Linked DNA regions of Mus musculus: regions 1 and 3 are each linked to region 2. A link is a contact called in public HiChIP or PLAC-seq data. All regions are on one chromosome and are shown on one strand. Each heading gives the region's core, a stretch centred on a gene start, on an enhancer-like site or on the middle of the called end of the contact. The rest is flanking DNA. Distances are from core to core; before and after follow the strand shown. Region 1 overlaps Foxn3 (forkhead box N3). Region 2 holds the start of 1700064M15Rik (RIKEN cDNA 1700064M15 gene). Region 3 overlaps Tdp1 (tyrosyl-DNA phosphodiesterase 1).

Evidence for each region. HiChIP or PLAC-seq counts read pairs in DNA pulled down with a chosen protein or histone mark.
Region 1: a CTCF HiChIP or PLAC-seq map of CD8 T cells shows a contact between it and region 2, with 6 read pairs. The contact joins the enhancer-like site here to the promoter of 1700064M15Rik in region 2. A contact is called at or near these places in 1 of 15 datasets of contacts at CTCF or cohesin (CD8 T cells), 5 of 484 Hi-C or Micro-C datasets (CD8 T cells, Th1 cells, muscle stem cells and 2 more), 4 of 115 datasets of contacts at active chromatin or transcription factors (embryonic basal ganglia, memory CD8 T cells, microglia and 1 more) and 2 of 9 other capture datasets (embryonic stem cells and pancreatic islet).
Region 3: an H3K4me3 HiChIP or PLAC-seq map of stem cell-derived neural progenitor cells shows a contact between it and region 2, with 23 read pairs. The contact joins the enhancer-like site here to the promoter of 1700064M15Rik in region 2. A contact is called at or near these places in 1 of 15 datasets of contacts at CTCF or cohesin (large pre-B cells), 3 of 484 Hi-C or Micro-C datasets (the Ba/F3 cell line, embryonic stem cells and nephron progenitors) and 2 of 115 datasets of contacts at active chromatin or transcription factors (embryonic stem cells and stem cell-derived neural progenitor cells).

Annotation. Positions count from the first base shown.
Region 1 is chr12:99,325,017-99,328,686 of GRCm38.p6, forward strand. The region is part of intron 3 of Foxn3 (forkhead box N3); the gene reads right to left. It overlaps Gm46371 (a long non-coding RNA gene), which reads right to left. Exons shown (of 2, transcript XR_001780668.2): 1 at 1-3,670. Among named protein-coding and RNA genes, the nearest start is that of Gm46371, 3.8 kb to the right of the region's middle. Within about 2 kb of position 1,270, at least 40 of the 459 cell types and tissues checked have an H3K27ac peak or open chromatin away from gene starts, as enhancers often do. A contact at or near this core is called in CD8 T cells and microglia, where this site is marked.
Region 2 is chr12:99,626,185-99,629,567 of GRCm38.p6, forward strand. 1700064M15Rik (RIKEN cDNA 1700064M15 gene) reads right to left here and starts at 1,790. Exons shown (of 2, transcript NR_045288.2): 1 at 1,422-1,790; 2 at 1-144.
Region 3 is chr12:99,901,196-99,905,059 of GRCm38.p6, forward strand. Tdp1 (tyrosyl-DNA phosphodiesterase 1) reads left to right here. Exons shown (of 16, transcript NM_028354.5): 6 at 1,153-1,187. Among named protein-coding and RNA genes, the nearest start is that of Tdp1, 19 kb to the left of the region's middle. Within about 2 kb of position 1,971, at least 83 of the 459 cell types and tissues checked have an H3K27ac peak or open chromatin away from gene starts, as enhancers often do. A contact at or near this core is called in stem cell-derived neural progenitor cells, where this site is marked.

The DNA of each region.
Region 1 (3,670 bases), core at 20-2,519, 300 kb before region 2:
AGCTCCCAGTAACCACTGGCAGAGCCAAAGGGGGCGCTTTGTATTGAGGAAGATCTGGGGGCTACGGAGGTTCTGGCAGGGTTGCTGGAAACACAGACCTGGTTGGTAGAGGGGGAGGGGGGTCAAAAGCAAAGAAGTGCTTGCAGTAAGAAAGTATCCAAAATCCTCAAGGCCGGCAGGTGACTCCAAGCTGTGGTAACTTTATGCACACAGAAACTGCTTTGTATTAAAGTCTCAAACATGTTACTCGGCTCAGAGAAAAGACACACATCCAACTTCCAGGAGCCTGTTGCCCCTGCCTACTTCTGTTCATCCAGTTATTTTGATTCTCAATCTCAAAGTAGGGCAAAAGCAGAGATGGATCTGCAGAGAAATCACTCTAAGTGACTCAGGCCCAGGAACCTGCCATCTCAGCTGCTATTTGCAAGAGTGCCTGCAGAGCTTATAAAAGGAAGAATAAACGGAGATTACGGCCATTTGTCTACTGGTTAGGGCAAAACATCACCCAAAGGATGGAGAAACTAAGAGAACCGCTACACAAACGGTTGCAATCATGACCGCTAGTGCAGATGAGACCATGGCTCAGCCTGACAAGCTGTGGAGATGTGGGCAGAGAATTCCAGCCTTAAGGCTGCCCCTGGATGCTGCGCTCTGGGGGTCCCTAGGAGGAAGGAACCTGTCTTGTTTGCATCCTCTTGTCTGGACCTGCACCCCTAAAGGGGTGGAACCAAAGGAAGGGATGGGTGCTAAAACGCAAAACAAAATCTTTGTGCCTTTTCCAGGGAGGGTGCTAAAACATACATAACATGAAGCTGCCATCTGAACTTTTTTTTTTTTAAGTGCAGCTAGGTGACGGTTGGGACATTCCTATTGTGTAATCAACTCTACCCCTATCTGTCTCCAGAGCATCATCCCAAACAGAAAATTACAGAGGAGATTTCTGTGACGGGCTTCCTTAGGCTGTTTAGCACAGTGTCTCCACGGCTCATCCACGTTGCGGCACGTCCTTTTTAAGGCTGACTAGTGCTTCCCCGTGCACATTCTGCCTGACCACCTACGGATGGCCTCTGGGTTGTTTGCACCAGCACTGATGTCGTTTAACAAGGTGTTAAGTGTACTTAGCCAGTGTGCTGAATGAAGGGGGAGAGAGAAGATAAAAGCCTCAGATTCTCTGGTCGACCTCTGCAAGTGATCATAACCCCCACAGGAGACTCAAGTGTTTTTCCATGTAAAGAGGAAGTGAATTAGACTGGTGTTCTCCAGAAACTTTTGGCTGTCTTCTGGAGTAAGAAATAGATGTTTCGTTCTGACTGACTTCACACAAGCACACAGACATAACTGAAACTCAAGGTGCACAAAACCCTGCCCTACGGTGAGCGAGCTCTCAACATCTGCTGCTGCCGACTCCATTATTTCTCGGAAAGAGAGAGAGTCCCAGGCACTAAACTGATCTCACCGCCACCACAGAGTGACAAATTACTTAAGACACGCTATTTTAGGTATTTGTTTTCTTCCAAACTGGTATCCCTTAGACTATGCTAATAACTAGGGTACCATCACTTTTTAAAGTATCAGTTTCGTAAAGTAGAGAACTCTCTAGTACTACAAAGAAACACCGTGAGTTGCACTCCCCCCAATTTTTGACCATGAAAAGAGTCACATAAAATCAAAAGGGGCATCCCAATGTCTACTGCAGGTGGTCCTACCAAGCCCTTTGGGGAGCTCTACACTGGGTCACGGAAAAGTCCTGTCAACTCCAGCAATTCTGTGATGTGGGACGAAAAATCTTAGCATGGGTTTTCCTTTGCAAGAAACAGAAATAAGCACAAACCGTAGGAGCTGCACCTCCCAAAAGATACACAGCACCCACTCCTATCCACAGTTGAAACACTAATCTGTTTCCTTTTAAGAACAAATTTCTATTCGGAACAAAATAAAATGGAGATTATCAGATCAAATAAAAACCCACTAAAGATTTAGGACACCGTGGCTGAAAAGTCCAGAAGCGAGGACCAGGGCAGCGACTGTTTGGAAAGGACACCAGAGCAGGTGGGAGAAAACAGTTGCAGGATGCAAACTTGGAATTATGATGAGAGATTTAAGATCTCACATGCAAAAAGGTGAGTACAGCTAATAACATCTATAAACTTAAGTCTGTTAAGTGTGTGTAGGCCTTAAGCTTTACACACACACACACACACACACACACACACACACACACACACACACACACACGGGAGGGGGAAACATTAATTAGCCTGATTGTGAGCATTATTTTACAATACACACTTACATACATGGAAAGGTTAGGTTTCAACCTTTAATATATATTTATCAAATTTACTTAAAAAAAAAAACTGGGAAGGAATAACAGCAAAAATCCAAAAGTAACTGAGAAGGAGCCAATGGCCTGCCACGTTAATTGCAGATAATTCTCTCGTTAGCAACACTTCTGCTGAGGTGACTGAAAAGAGCCTCGGACCTGTTGTGTTTTGTCCCCCAGGCAGCTGGCTTGATGTGGCATACACAAACCAAAAGGACTGTACGGTGCATCTCCTTTCAGACTCCAATTCTTGTCTTAGCAGACCTCCAACGTTAAGGCCTATTCTAACTGTTAGAAGCGAATCCATGGAAGCCAGGCAGCCATTCAGTTTTATAAGACAGTCACTGCTTGATCCTGAGTGTGCCACACTGTGCCTTAGATCATCTGATCAGTGTGTGTGTGTGTGTGTGTGTGTGTGTGTACGTACAATGTGGGCTCCTGCTTAGAGACACTTTCTTTTTGATGAGTGGTAGCAAAATACATTGCTTTACCCACAATGATTTTAAAAAAAAAATACTCAAATCCAAAAGTGGTTAGCCCTCGTCAATTTTCCATACATAAAGAACTACAAGAAAAATGTGTGAACATTTATTCTGCAGGATGAAGAAAACAAGATGGATTCCAATGGTGGCGTTCAAGAACAAGAAAGCCTTTGGATGCAGTGGACTTCGACTCTTTCTTTTACTAAAGTCAATATAAATAACTCTTAAATCATAAAAACCAAGTCATTTTGAGAAAATACAGTATGATCTGTCCTGACTCCACCTACACCTGCTTTTCCAGCTTTTCTAAACTGGAGGCGCCCTGCAACATGAGTGTACCCCACTCACTCCTCCCCGTCCCCTAGGGTCCTCCTTCACCACCTGCTCAAGTTGTCTTTTCCTTCTAGTCCCTTCCCAACATCCTTCAAGGCCCTCCTTCCAGTGGCCCTCCTCTTTCCAGTGGCCCCTATTTTGGCTATGCCTTGCCAGTTTCTACCTCGGTGTCACAGGCTCATCCTGCCTATGGAATACCTAATAAAAGTAGCTTAAGGAAGGAAAAGTTGATCTTTGGCTCAGAGTTCAAGAGTCTGGTCCACCATGGCAGGGAAATCCCACTGGTAGAGAGAGCATCAGGCAGCTGAGAGAGACGGAGGCTCAGCTCGCTTTTTCCCCATTTAAAGTATTCTAGTTTTATTACTACCATGCATGTGTATGTATGCGTAGGCACATATGTAGCAGTCAGAGGACAACTCGGTACTACTCTGTGTGTGTGTGTGTGTGTGTGTGTGTGTGTGAGTGAAAGGGGTGGGGGGGGAGAGATCTCCATCTACGATTTGCTTCTGCTATGCTGCATAAGGCTAGTGGG
Region 2 (3,383 bases), core at 540-3,039:
GTATACATAGTAGCGTAGGTTGGTTATTTTTCTCCTCCAATACTAGCTAAACAGGAGACTGTTGTTTTCAGATGCTTGGTTGCGCTTTCAGAATTAATCTTCTCCCCTCCACCATGTAAATGATACTGCTCTTCTGTTTTGACCCTGAAAGGAGAAAATGACTAAGAGTCAGAGAATAGCTATGCATGTGTCCATACACCTTGTTTCATAGCTAGACACGGTGGTGCATTCCTGTGGAGTAGGAGAGCAGGAGAGTTCAAGGCTAGCCTTGGCTACACAGCAATTTCTTAAAACTGTGCTCTTTTTTGTTATTGTTGTTGTTTTAGACGTTGTCTAGCTGTGTAGACCAGGCTGACCTCCAACCTGCAGTGGACTTCCTGCTTCTGCCTCCCCACAGTGTTACAGTTACAGGCATGTTCCACCATATCTGGCTATACTTTAAAAACTCAGTCACCGACATCAGCCATCACTGTGTGTGGGTACAGATGCACCTGGGCCTGCGTCCTCTCCTTCCATCTTTATATGGCTTCCAGGGGTCCTACTGACTTGTCTGGCTCGCACGGCAAATACCTTTACCTGCTGAGTCATTTCATCTGCGTCCCCATAAATACTTTTTATATGATCATCTCACCAGCTACAAACTAAAAAAATCGGTAAAAAGTAGTTTTTAAAAGCGATTACTCTGACAAAGCGATGGGTAAGAAAGTTGCAAGTGAATGATCCTTCGGAGTGGAAAAGGTTAGCTGTAAATATTCTTTTGAAATATACCGTGAAGGATTTTCACTTTGAGATTAGGGCTGTTCATGCCTCCAGGTTCAAGTGTTGCTCAATCAGCAAGGTGCTCAATTCCCGGTGATTGCTGCTCGGGTTTCTTGTTGATCGAGAATATGCATAATCTCAGCCCAGAGACATTTACCATAAAAATGAATCTAAGAAATAGGCTTTCATTTAAATTTTCCAGTTGCAGTGGATCGAGGAAAATATATGCAGAACATTAAGATGTGAAAAGCTCTGATTCAAACAAGACCAAAGAGGCTGCTTCACTATGTCCCTAACGTTGTGTTCGAATTTAGATGGCAAGCTTTTCCTGTTCAGAGCCCTTGTCAATTTGATTAAAATCACAAACACGTGACTGACTCCGCCTCAGTTAAAAATACTCTCAAGCCAGAGAATGAGCTTTGTATATGCGAGTGGCTTCTCCTGCCCTAGCGAGACTATTGCCCTAGCAAGGGGCGGAGTGGGGTGGTGTAAACGGTTTAAATTTTAAAACCTCTAACCGGATTCTCCGGGTGAAGCCCACTGCAGATTGCCAGTCCGGATTCAGAATCCAGTATACGGACATTTTCGATTTTAAAATGGCCCTTAAGAAATGGATCATTTATTTCAACGTTGTTTTCGAAGACAGAATTTGGAAGCCTCACCGTTTTCTGCATATACTCTTTCTTAGACTTAAAAAAAAAAAAGTCTTTCAGGAGAAAACATTTGCGTAAAAGAAGCACAGCCTCAAGGCCGCTGGTGTGTGCGCGTGAGGGAGCGCGCACGCACGTTTCTGCCGAGTTTAGACATTGCCGGGAAGATCAACTCGGTCCCCAGGAACTGAAAGTCTCCAAGCCGTGACCCGCCCCCGTAGACGTGGACCGGAGCACGGGATCCGGCTACGCCGGAGGGGCGACTCGGTGGCTGGGCCATTCTGGGCGAGCTGGGGCTGCCGCCGGGCCGCCCACACGGGGCTCAGGGCCCGAGCTTCTCGCAGAAGCCGCCAGCATCAGGCGCGGCGGCTGCGCTGCCATGGCAACCATGGCCTGCCGGTCCCCGCTCTCGGGCGCCGGCGCTCCAAGCCCGGCGGGGCGGGGCGGGCGTTGCTAGGAGACCTGCAGCGGGCGTCCGCCTCCGCGGCGCGGTCTCTGGGCTTCCACCCTTCACCTACTTCTGCCTGGTGGTGACTGAGGTGGGGGGTGGAGGTGGGGGTAGGGTTGACGGCCACGTGGTGGCCCAGTGTCTCAGAGCTTCTTCCTTTGGAGAGAGTCGCCCCTTCCTGGCCCTCATGAGGTCCACTTTCCTTGACCCAGGAGCAATGTGGCCCTTTCTGGGGAGGAAACACCTCTGTTTTGTTTCCTCTCCCCTCCCTCCTCGTCTGTCCTCACTTGATCTGATTTAAAAGTCCCTAAAGTCCCTGGAAGGCTTCCTAACCCACTGTTCTTTCCTCTCTAGCCGGATCCATGTCTTGCGTTCAACCAGGAGATGTGCAAAGCACTTTCTGTATGTCATCTAATTCTTTTAAATAAAAATCTTATGATATAGAGGTTAGTTAATTCATTTAACATAAAGTGTAGCCAAGGTCAAACAGCTGGGTGGATGGGACAGGATACTCATGAGGTCCAGTTTTTTTAGATTGCTCAAATTTCCCCCTAGGCTGCCTCTTGGCTAGACCCCCATTCTCTCTGCTGTCCAAGCACGCATACCCACACCAACTGGGACATGCTGTCTGGAACAAGGTCTGACAAGAGGATTGAGAACTTGAAATCAGAGATGGCCAAAATACCTTTGGACAAACGGTTTACACTGGGATGCATCCCTGATAATTTGCAGATGTCCCTGTCTGTAAAGTACTCCTGGCACAATGAGAAACTCGAAATTCTTAGTAAAGAGAGAAAATGGTAACCAAAGACTGACTCGCTGGTTGTGGTTATCCCGTGTTGGGGTAGATCCTTGGAAGGAGGGGTGTAAAAAATTGTTTTCTACTAAACTATGTCCACAAAGTTTACCTATTTATCATTTATTTATTTTTCCTAGGGAACTGTTGGGTTGTCATGGATATGTGTGCAAGCTATTTATTAAGGAAGTGCTTCCAGCAGAAACTATTATAGGGGGAGTGGTGAGGAGCCAAGCTAAAGAGTAATAATTTAAGGTGAAGATCCAGCCACAGCTTGACCCAAAGCATCCATTTCACAGCAAGGGTATCCCTTGTACAACCATTGTTAGTTTTCTCTCTCCCTCACCCCAGCCCCGCCTCCATCCCTGCAGCCATCTTTGGCTGCATGGAACCTTGTGAGCATAAACACCTAGTGTTCTGGGACCTTGGCTGGGCCAGGATGAATTAACTATTGTAAAATAAAGAAAGGAAGTCCTCTGTCGGAAGTTGGAAGTCCGAGATGTGAGCAGTAAAGCATCTAAACACTCGGGGGCTGGGTGGGACCTGGCAGGATGGGAAGAGACTACCTATAGCACCCATTACAGTCTATCTCGCCACCCCCACCCCTCCACCCCACAAGGTAAGTCTATTCCACTCTGCCACAAATTATTCAAGGTTCTAACTGGTGACAGATTTAGTGAGATTAAACCATAGCCACTGATTCTACAGTTGGTCCAAAGCAATAACTAAT
Region 3 (3,864 bases), core at 721-3,220, 280 kb after region 2:
CAACTAAACTCGGGAGCCAGTTCTCCTAGCCACTGTGCTTTCTCAGTTAAAAATGAGCTGGTAAAATGATTGTGTAGTTTTACAGATGTGAAATACAGTTCCTAACTTTCTTCTCTAGTCAAACAGCACAAATGCATGCTGGTCCTCATGTATTTCCCCAAGCTTCGTGGGTCTGCTAGGAGCCTCTGCAGACTGCCTGCTACCCACTTCATAGTCCAGTTGTCCATGTCTCCCCTGGCAGCCAGTCCCATCCTTCCATCCTATGGTTGGGAAAGGACACTGTTTACATAGATGTATTGCTTACAACAAAAGACCTCTTTCCTAAGCACTTAGGCATATTTTCTCATTCTCCCTAACAACTAAATCTCATAACAATAGCCCACTTTAATCAGGCAAAAGCAAAGTCATAGAACATAAGTTATTTTCCAAAGTCAGGCAAATTGTGAGGCAGGATTTGAGGCCAGGCAGTGTATTCCTAAACTGATCACTCAGCGACTTGTTTGTTCCATAGCCATTCTTTCTGGCATATCCTGCTTGACTTGGGTCTCTTGTGCTAGATGTTAGATAAAATGTTTACCCTCGACATACCGGCACTTATAAAACTCATTCTGGATTACAAGGTGGGCTTGGCGGTGTTTATCTCCAGCTTCTGCTGCCTTTGTATGAAACTTTCTCTTTCAACTTAGCATCATGATGTCTTTATGTTGCCACCAATTCCATGCTGTTTAAATCTGTTCTTAAAACTCTGTTCATGCTAACTTTCTTGGGAGCCAAATATCTTATTTAAAACTTTGTTTGGGATCACATTTATATTTTTTGGCAACTAAAAGATTAGGTTTCCCACTTATAACTTCTGTAATTAAAAATGTAATATGTATTAAATCATATTAGGTAACACCCACCCCACCCCCAAGCCCCCAACCAAAGTATTTTAAATGAGCCTGCTGCATACTGTAATAAAAGCTGTGTTCTGTTTGTCCAATAGAGGGCAGTCAAACAGTTTTGTTTTGTTTTGTTTTGTTTTGTTTTGTTTTGTTTTGTTTTGTTTTTAAAGAGTTGCCTTGTTCCCTTCCCCATTTAATTTTCGGTAGACAGGAAAATTAAGCATTTAAGTGCAACTTTTTAAAATAAATTACTTTTTTCCTATCCTAGGCAAAGTTGGATATTGCATTTGGAACACACCACACGTAAGCAACTTTTATGAAGTGGGGGAAGGTATGGTTTTAATTGGTCAAAGGACATAATCAAGGAGCTCTCTGTCAGCATGGAAGCGTGTGATCTGTGCCTCGGAGGCCTCTGCCTATTGCTTAGGACATCTGCCAAGGCCATTGGCAGACAGAATTCAAGAGTAGTTCTGTGGTCATAGACAACTCTGCGTGCTAAGTCAGGGCTTGTGACAGACCTGCTTTTAAAAGTTCTGTCATTTGGCAAGAATGAATTACATTGAATAGTCTATTATTAGTCAGCCCCATACTCTGATAAAGGAAAACTGATTTTATGGAAAGTTGCCAGTCTGCAAGGCTCCAGTGAACTCCTCTGAGATGGCTCAGGAGAAATTGGCCCACCTCTTCCTCTCACGTGAGCCAGTGACAGCTCGATTTATTTTTAACTTAGTTTCATAGCCTCTCACCAAGTACTTTTAGGGTTATTCGGCTTTTCAAGTGGAAAAAACAACAAAATGCAGTTGTCTTTACTTTAATATTTTTACAAATCACATTTCTCTTGAGGGGATTTGGCAAAAGACTGTGACAGAAGATGGCTGTTCTCTCTTTTAATCCAGGAGTGGAAGTTTGGGCCTTGCTGCCCCCAGAGAGGAAGCAGTGTGCTAGGGGTAGTGGCCGTCCTCGGTCTGGCCTGACGCTGCTTCCTGCTGAAGCTGAGATGGAAAGTGACAGTATTGTGGCTGCCTTTCTCTCTGTGTGCATACAGCAGTATTTTTGCCAGTCTGTTGTGAAAAGGAGCCAGACTGGAAGCAGTTAGGCACGAAGTGATAGTTCCATTCTCTGACTTGTCCTGGGTAACATCTACAGGCCACCCCTAATTGGTAGCTTTTGTCCACTAAGGGACAAAAGAGAATTTAGAGTGAACTCAAGTACTGACTCATGCATAAAATACTCATTTTCTAGCTCTGAGCACACAAGATGCCAATTTCAGCTCAGAATACAGATTGCTGTCAGTGGGGGCAGCTTAGCCTTAATGCAAAGCACCACACAGGAAATCCTTGTCTCTCGCCCTTAGCTGAGACCCCAGGATAAATACATTCTTGATTCTAGAAGGCCCTCTGCCAGCCCTGTCACCATTTGGGCCCCGGTATGATTTGTTGGGCCACTGGTGCCCGATTCTTGTGCTGAGCACGTGGTCTGCGCTGTGTAATGAGCTTCACAGGGGAAAAGTTCCGATGTCCCTCTGGGCTAGCAAGCAATGGAGAGCTTGTCGGTCATGCTGTCACCCCCGGGAGAGACTTGCGGGGTCAGAAGACTGCCTCAGACGCTGGCTTGGTGATGCTTCCCTGTGAATGCAGCAGGGAAGGAGCAAAGGGGAAGCTCCCCTTTGTTTAATCATATCAAAATTATTTGGTTCTTTTAATATCACACACCGGAAAGCAGAGACCTAGGATAAATGAGTTTACGTTCCTTGGGGATGAACATGGGGCTAGAGATCATTTTTAACCTTAGTTTTTAATTTGTTCTTGTTTGCTCAGTGCTACAGTTGATTCATTATTTCCTTGGCCCCGTTCAACCCTTGCTCCTTAGAGCAGCTCACACATGCACATTCTGTAGGTTAAATCTAATAGCTCACAATCCAGAGACGTCAGTGGAGTGGAACCCTCCCCAGCCAGAGAGTATCCAGGGTTTACGTTTTTGCTGGAACATCAGGATCTTGTAAAGGATTGAGATCATGTCTGGAGATTTTAGTTTATTATTTTAAAAATTAGGAGGCCGAGCTAGAAGCAGGAGTTCAAGGACAGTCTACGTGAGATCCTACCTCGCCGAAAATTATCCAAGCAATCCCTGTAATGTCACTGAGTCTCAAGTCGGTCATCCTTGTCCTTGTAGCTTTTCACCTCTGAGTGAGAGCACGAAGCATGGGAGATAGAGAAGGGGAAAGCCTCAGCTCACAGTGATGTGATAACAACTCTCCTCCCAGCCAGCAGGGACAACAGTCACTGTGAGGCAGGTTCTGGGGTGACACACACCTGAGCGATGTACTGACCAGGCATTGGCTGGGTACCACGCACAGGGCACAATAGAAATAGTCAGGATTTCACTCCATCTACAGATGTGGTCTGTCCAGCATCTCCAGGGTGCACAGTGGTTCCAGGCATGATGTGTCACACAATGCTTTAGAATGGGAAAGTTCTCTGGTTTGCCCCAGAGTTGGGCAGTACCTCTGAGGGCTCTGAGATCAATAGGGAGAAACAAAGCAGCTGAATGGACAATGTCCTCATGTAAGCAGGAGCCAGCCATAGCCTGCAGGGAGGGGCATGCTTCCCGCCTACTGCTCCAGCTGCTCCTCTGTCTCACCAAGGCCGCATCTCCCACTCACTTTCTAGTACTGAAAATTTTGACCATCCCACCTCCAGCCATGTCAGTACACACAGTGCCCTGGCTTGTGGGCATGTGTGAGTTCATGCTCATTGTGACTCAGATAGTCCTTTTCCTCCAGCTCAGGCTCTGCACTTGTGTAAAGTGAAAATGCTTTGCTCTGTCAGTAGCGTGTGGCTGCGAGACGTCTCACAGGAAATTCTCAGCTCCCAGGCATGGATCCTAAAGGCTTCTTGCCTCGCAAGCACAGCAGCTGGCATTGTGGGAAAGTGAAGAGCCTTCCCTAAGGATGACGCTTCCAAGCCTGTTCACCTCACAG